Linked DNA regions of Mus musculus: region 2 is linked to region 1. The links are chromatin contacts, called in public HiCAR-type maps. All regions are on one chromosome and are shown on one strand. Each heading gives the region's core, a stretch centred on a gene start, on an enhancer-like site or on the middle of the called end of the contact. The rest is flanking DNA. Distances are from core to core; before and after follow the strand shown.

Evidence for each region. HiCAR-type assays count read pairs that join an accessible place to other places.
Region 2: a contact with region 1 is called in a HiCAR-type map of embryonic stem cells, with 3 times the contacts expected there. The contact joins the enhancer-like site here to the promoter of Rbmxl2 in region 1. A contact is called at or near these places in 6 of 39 promoter capture datasets (embryonic stem cells, liver, stem cell-derived epiblast-like cells and 1 more), 5 of 484 Hi-C or Micro-C datasets (embryonic stem cells and nephron progenitors), 7 of 115 datasets of contacts at active chromatin or transcription factors (all in embryonic stem cells) and 1 of 9 other capture datasets (adipose tissue).

What each region holds. Positions count from the first base shown.
Region 1 is chr7:107,207,614-107,211,506 of GRCm38.p6, reverse strand. It overlaps Rbmxl2 (RNA binding motif protein, X-linked-like 2), which reads right to left and starts at 2,062. Exons shown (of 1, transcript NM_029660.2): 1 at 591-2,062. The coding sequence starts at 1,997. The coding sequence ends at 840.
Region 2 is chr7:107,347,567-107,351,459 of GRCm38.p6, reverse strand. No RefSeq gene overlaps it. Among named protein-coding and RNA genes, the nearest start is that of Syt9, 21 kb to the left of the region's middle. Within about 2 kb of position 2,014, at least 1 of the 459 cell types and tissues checked has an H3K27ac peak or open chromatin away from gene starts, as enhancers often do. A contact at or near this core is called in embryonic stem cells, where this site is marked.

The sequences.
Region 1 (3,893 bases), core at 813-3,312:
TGATTCCCAAATCCACCATGGCACATTTCTTAATAACTTATTAATGGTAAAAATAAATGCTATCAATAGGTAATTTTGGGTTGTTTTGTTTTTCAGCTTTGTGGCTGGTTGGTCAAATTTTAAATTTAGTATTCCATCGATGTTCCAATTATGTAAATGCTATCTTGGGGAAGCAAGAGACAGGAGATTCTGCAGATCTCCAAAGAAAAAGCAAAATCGGCAAAGCAGTCAAAAAAAGTTAAAATAGCCAGCATCCACTTGCTTTTGACTCATAGATTGAATGGCACCTTCTTTACACAGCATCTGGTCTAAGTGGGTTTGGTTGCCGTTTGGTTGGTTTTTAGTACTGGAAACAGATTCAGTTTGAAAGACACTTTGAAATGGAGTAGCAAACACCAATTCCCCCCAACTCTTTCTCCCCAATCCCCAGTTTGGTCTGAGGGGCACGATCCTTTTTCCGCTTTAGGTGGGCAAGATTTCTGTGCAAAGACCTTAGAACTGTTTGCCTCATTTATCAGGCAAATTTGGAAGGGAAGAAGCCTTTACGGGAACTATTTTGAACGAGAAGGAAGACTACTACGCAGCAGGTTCAAGTCATACTTTTAACACGAGCTTGTTGAAACGTTTAACAATTCCAAAATGAAATTAAACGAGTTTTAACTTTTTTTTTGCCTCTCAAATGCATAAAATTGCAGAGGAAGTTAACAAGGGGGGAAAAAAATCTTAAAACGGTAAAAATAAGAAAAACAACTCTTCTTAGGACTAGTCCTTGGATGAGTTACCAGGAAACTGATTCTTCTTTTTCTAGACTTCCGATGCCAGTCCTGAGGCCAGCGGGCTCAGTACCTGCTCCGGCCTCCCCCTCGCTCCAGGCGGCTTCCCACGCGGCCTCCGCCCCTCGGGGGCGCCCGGCGGCCCGAGCGGCTGTAGGAATCCCGCGGCGCCGGGCAGTTTCGTTCTACAGACGGCGGCAGCCCGCGCTCCGGCCTACCCACGCGCTCACGGCCACTCGAGTAGCGCTCGCTGCGGTAGCTGTCGCGGCCGCCATAGCCGTCGGGCGAGCAGCCTCGGTACTCGTCATAGCGGCCCCCGCCGTAAGATGGCGGTGGCCCTCGGGCAGGACCGGCGCCACGCGGGTCCCCGTAGCTGTCGAAGGGGTCGCGGTAGGAGCCTCCGCTAGGATGCTCGTAGTCGCGCTCGCGGCCGCCGTAGCCGTCGCGCTCACAGTAGCCCCGGGAAGGGCATTCGTCTCGCGCGCTCGAGTGGCCATAGTCGCGGTAGGTGTAGTCGCGGGGCGAGGGCGCGAAGTCGCGCGGGTCCCGGGCGCTCGGGTAGTCGCGGCTCGAATAGCTCTCCCGGGGCGAGTAGCCCTCGTCGCGCGGGCCCAGGTACGGGTCGCGGCGCGGCGGTGGCAGCTCCCGGCGCGGCGGGCCCCCGTAGCCGTCTCGTCCCCGGGAGCCCGCCGCCCGCCCGCGAATTCCCGCGCCGCTGCGCGCGGGGCCCGACGGCGCTGCTCTTTTGGGCGGAGGCCCGGCCCGGCGCGGCGGCGGCCCGCGCTTCAGTGGCATGGGGGCCCGCGAAGGCCGCAGGTCGAAATCCCCCGTGTAGCCGCCTTCGTCGGCCGACCCGCCCCGGGAGGGAGGGCGCCTCGGGCCGCCGCCACGGGTCCCGCGCAGGCCCCTCGGGCGGCCGCGGCTTCGGGGAGGAGGGGGCCCGCGCCGGCCGCTCTCGAACACCGGCTTGGTGGCTTGGGCCACTTTGATGGCCTTACCATCCAGGGACTTGCCGTTCATGTCTCGGGCTGCGGCCTTGGCGTCCGCGGGGTTCTCGAAGGTGACGAAGGCGAAGCCTCTGGACTTGGAGGTTTCCCGGTCCTTCATCAGGAGCACCTCGATGATGCGGCCATACTTGCCGAAAGCGGTTTCGAGGCCCTTCTCGTCGGTCTCGAGGTTGAGACCGCCGATGAAGAGCTTCCCTGGACGGTCGGCTTCAACCATGTCGGCAGCAGCGACGGCAGCAGCGGCGATTGAGGTGGTGAAGAGCCGAGAGACGGCGCGACACTGAGCTCCTCGGCTGGTCCAGACCGCCTCCTACCGGTCGGGGAGCGCTGTGCGTAGGCGGGAGGGCGGAAGGCAGGGCCCGGCGGCCCCTGAGCCACGGGCGACTCCTGCCTGTGATTGGTCGGCAGGTCCGCACCTCAAGCGAGTGTCTCGGGGAGGCGGAAACTGGTTTGTGGCTTCGGTGGGCTCTCCCGGCTCACTCTGCTGGCCCTGGCTTCACGTGTGGGCCCCGTCCCAGAAGCGCGGCTGAATTCAAAAGCCGTTAGGCGAAGAAGAAAGAAAGTTCCATTGCTCTTAATGAGAAGAATCCCAAAGCATTCCAAACCTAGTTACCCACACGAGTTTAAAACAAACAAACAAACAAACAAACAACCCCCTGGAAAATGAAATTAGGAGTCGTTTAAAAGATTTAGAACGGAGTTTGTATATAAAGCTTAGTCATGAGATGCGGGGTTTATTTTTTCCCCTGAAGGGAAGAAGGTGTTGGAAGGGGAATCAACAGTGGAATAGATGGATTTACTTATTATTATTATTATTATTATTATTATTATTATTATTATTATTATTTACTTAAACCTTTGTCCGTTTGGTCTCATATGTGTACACGAAAATGGTTTTCACATTTCTTCCTGCCAGTTTGTAAGGTTTAATCCTAACCATGATTATCTTGTCTATTTCTCCTCCTTTTTAAAACTTCTCTTATAAAATGGTTTGTCATATTTTTCCTCAGCTGTGGAAGAAGTTTCTTATTCCATTTTCTCTAATGTTCTCTAAGTTTATAAATGTGCTTAGTTTGATGCCTAATCTTTCACGGGTGTGTGTATCCATGTAACCATGACCCCCACACGTCAAGATGCCTACCAGTCCCCTCACTGGAACTCTCCCATTGTATTTCCATCAGAACAGTGCCTGCTTTCCTCACAATTGGGCTCACTGTTTTCTCATCTACCACAAGTGGAATTTTCCTGTTCTTTGGCTTTATATACATTTACTTCTGTAATCACAATGAACTCTTGTGATTTTGCTGATTCACCCAGCATATTTTGTGATTTATCTATGTGACTAGTGTGATATTTTTAAAATATTTCTTATATAGTTCTTTTGCATCCTTTCTCCCTCTCTTTGGTGAACATTGGAACATCCACCACTCTGGAGAGTGCCTCCTTCCTAACCAAATCATTTAGGAAACCTGACCCCAAAATACATTTGGATTCCATTTAATTCCATTTTGCACTGTTAACACCTTCATACAAGCTACAGACATATAACACAGTCTTTGTCTAGGCTTCTTGGTATAGGGCTTCCTAAAACCCTTAGCATTTCTGGGAAAGAATGCCTTTTGTTATTTCTAGGACATACTTGGTGCCCAAGGATGACGCGATGGTTTGAATGAGAATGGCCCTATAGAATAATAGTTGAATGCTTACTCACCAGGGAGTGGAACGGTTGAGAAGGATTGGGAGGTGTGATCTTGTTGGAACAGTTGTGTCACTGGGTGTGTGCTTTAAGGTTTCAAAAACCCATGCCAGGCCCAGTGTCTTTCTCTCTCTGTCATCTTCCCTACACCCCCATCTTTGACAAGGATCAGAATGTAACTGTCACTTATTACTCTCGTGCCATGCATGCCTGCCTGCCACACTCTTCACCTCGATGATAATGAACTAACCTTTGGAAGCTGTAATCAAATCCCAGTAAAATGCTTTCTTCTACAAATTGCCTTGGTTATTGTGCCTCTTCACAGTAAATGATGTGTAAATAAATCACGTAAATGATGGTGGGGACCTAGGTAACTTTAGTGTGAGAGCTGATCACTTAATCAACCCAGTGATAAGA
Region 2 (3,893 bases), core at 765-3,264, 140 kb before region 1:
CTTTTCTTGTCCCTGGTGCCTGCCACCCTCCCCCAGCACTGGCTGTCTCATTGCAGAATTAAGTGTTAACATAGGCAGAGCCCATTTGTGGAGCTGTTGCTGTTCTAAGCACTTTGCAGAGATTAACTCATTGATTCCTCAACATAATTCTGGAAGTCTGGATGCTGTATTACCTGCGTCTCACTGACAAAGGCTCTGAAGCGTGGAGGAGAGTGGATCACTTGCCCAAGGTGACACAGACTATAAGCAGAAGAGCTGGGGTTCATAGTCAGGCAGTCTGCCTAGAGACAACTTTATTAACTGGGATACCACACTTGAGATTGACTAATCCACTACTGCAAGCACCCTCTCAAAATAACTTTTAATATCAATATTAAATGAAAATCACAACAAAATAGAAGAGACCTTTGGCAATTACATTTCATATATTAATTGACTGTAAGGATTATAATAAGGGAAATATGGTGGAAACCACTGAATTTGTTGTGTGGTTCAGAAGTATAATAGAAAGTGTAACGCTTCTCTGTGCTTGTCTACCAACTACTTGATCTCTGGATACAAGACTCCACTTATCTCGCTAGGACTCTGTTGTGTTGAATCCTGGGAACTGAATTCTTTAAAAGCACAGAGAAAATATTTAGTATGTGTGGTTGGGGCATGAGAGATCCACAGATGGTGGCTTCTCTGCTTCTGTGGTAGGGGACTAGCTTTTCACATTTTAGTATCTTCCAAAGTTATAGTCCATATACAACAGCTTCACTGACAATCTGCTGGGATTTTTGCTGATATTTCCATGTAGCTATATGTATTTTCATGTTAGCAATCCTTTGGATGTGCAAGAAGAAAGCTCAGAGTTGCCTCGATAGATCTCACTTCAACCGTGTGTGTGTGTGTGTGTGTGTGTGTGTGTGTGTGTGTTGTGTTTATTTTTTAAGGATTTATTCATTTAATCTTAAATGCATATGTGAGTGCACGCATATATGTTTGTGGTGCTCTTTGTATTTGAAGAAGGTGCCAGATCCTCTAGACTGCAATTGTGGGTAGTTGTGAACTACCTAGTAGGTTCTGGGAACCAAATCTGGGTCTTCTGTAAGAGCAGCAACTGCTCTTTACTGTGGAGCCATCTCCATCCAGCCCCACTTCTCAAGATTTGTATTTCTGGTTTTCAACTCCACCTTTTCCACTATTATCACAGTTTGAATAAATAGGAAGCATTTTTTCATACTCAGAAACAACATCAACAAAAACCACTTAGTTTGCTTTCTCATAAAAAAAAATAGTACCAATTCTGGTAACTTCTTACCCTTTCCCTATTCTCATAGGCAGCCCTCCCCTGGAGCTAACTTGTTTCATGGGAAACAATTGTGTCATCAGCATCAGCCAAATTGCCAAATGACATCTTCCTTTCTCTCTGATGTGTTACCATGCCAGGGGTTCAGTTTTACAGAAACCTGTGCTGAGGCCCAGAAAAGCACTAGTTATCATGCTTTAAAAAGCTTCAAGAAGAGCTACGGTCAGCTACTTTCTTCTCCTCCCTCCTGGCATTGCTGCCATTTTTTATAATGTAGTGTTTGTATGTGTCTGCACGTGATGTGCAGTACATGGTGTGCACATATTATATATACTGGACTTCCCAAACAAAACTTCACAATTCTAAAAATACATTTAATGTGTGATTACAAAATGAATCTTCCATATACCACTGCTCTCTTCTTTATTGATTTAATGAACAAGAATTTTAAAGCATTAGGCTTGTTCTGTCAAAAGAACAGCGTTTGTTAGCCAGATCTTTGACATTTAAATCTGTAAGGGACAGTGGTGACCCTGGGTATGGGGTGGCTGAGGAGAGATGTAGAGAAGACCACAAGATGGTGATCTGAGAGTGGTGTGCAGGAGAGATTTCTGGAAGCCAAATATCATTAGATGACCTCTTTTAAGAAGTGCTGTTGTGCTAACTTAGGTAAGATGAACGGAAGCTTCCATTGGCATGCAAAATAAGGATGGGCAAAGCAGTTGCATATAAAAAGGGAAGGAATGATAAAAGAATACTGAAGAGTGTGGATCTGGACTATGCATGGGTAAATTACAGCTATGCAAACTTGATAGTCTAGTATTTGTTTCCAGAGGTAGAAATTAGGAGAATGTTTCATATGTACATGTAATAAATAGGGACTAGTGAGAGCAATCTTCTGTTTGTGAAGCAACAGAGCCAACAAGAACTTCAGAATCCATTACAAAGTGAGTTCTCCTTTTCTGAGGGTTCCCTGAGGGGAGGGATTTGATGGAGACATCCCTTTAGGGTTCCAAGGTCTCTCACTTTGCATAGTCAAGTGTGGGTCTCTGTGTTTATTCCCAAGTACTGATGGCTGAAACTACCGATGAGTGTACAATCAAAACCTGGATGTTGAATGGAGTTAATCTAGTTTATATGCCTAAGTAAGAACTAACCACCGTGAAGTCCAGGTTGCAGGTGAATGCATATTTGTCATGTTATTCTTTTTTTTTCTTTAAATGAAACTATCTTTTTTTCTTCTAATATAATACATCTGGATTTCAGTTTCTTCTCCCTCTATTTATTCCTCTCACTTCCCCCCCACCCCTCCTATTCAGATGCCGACAGACTTCTAAGAAATAATAACATGATAAACAATATAATGTAATGTAATATGATGAAACAAAAACAAACACAACAGAATTGGATGAAACAAATAGAGAAAGAAGTCCAAGAAAAGGCAAAAGAATCAGAGATTCACTTATTTTTGCACATTCAGGATTCCCATAAAACCACTATATATGAGTGTATATATATATATATATATATATATATGTATATATGTATAAAAGCAAATTATATATGTATATAATAAATATTATACTATAATAAGACATGTAATATAAGGAAAACATATGTAATATATATAGTTACATATATAATATATGTAATAAAGTATATATAAATATATATTATAAGTATATATGTATATTTACTTATATTAAAAGCAAAGGACTGGGTGCAGACCAGGTCTCTGTCTGCTTGCTGCTTCAATATCATTGAGTTCATGTGAGCTTTGCTCAGTTGTTCTATAGCAGTGCTTGTCAACTTTCCTAATGCTGCAACCTTATAATAAAGTTTCTCATTTCATAGTGATCTCCAAACATAAAACTTTCCCTGCCACTACATAACTGTAAATTTGCTACTGTTATGATTTAGAATGTAAATACCTGTTAAATAGAATATCTGATATGTGGCAACCCTAGAGAAGTCTTGACCCACAGGTTGAGAACTACTGATTGAAAAGGTGTTTTGTTTTGTTTGTTTTGTTGTTGTTGTTTTGCTGTTGTCCTGCATTCCCTTTGGCTCTTACACTCTTTCTGCCTCATTTTCTGAGGGGCTCCCTGAGCCCTGAGCATTTGATGGAGATGTCCCTTTAGGACTGTTGCAAAGTTTCTTACTCTCAGCGGGGAGTGGTGGTGCACACCTTTAATCCCAGCACTCAGGAGGCAGAGGCAGGCAGATTTCTGAGTTCGAGGCCAACCTGGTCTACAAAGTGAGTTCCAGGACAGCCAGGACTATACAGAGAAACCCTGTCTTGAAAAAAAAAGTTTCTTACTCCTGTATAATGTCTGGGTGTGGGTCTCTGTATTTATTCTCATCTGCTCTAGGAGAAAAGTTCTCTGGTAATGGCTGAGCAAGGCATGGATCTATAAATATAGCAGAATGCAAATTAAAAATCATTTTATTCCTCCAATTGTTTTAGTTTGGTTTTCTTGCTTGTTTTCTTCCCTCCTCCCTCCTTTCTTTTCTCTTCTTTTCTTTTTCCTTCTTTTCTTCTTTCTTTCTTTCTTTTATTTTTTTTTAATTTAATTTAATTTTTTTTTTGAGACAGTGTCTC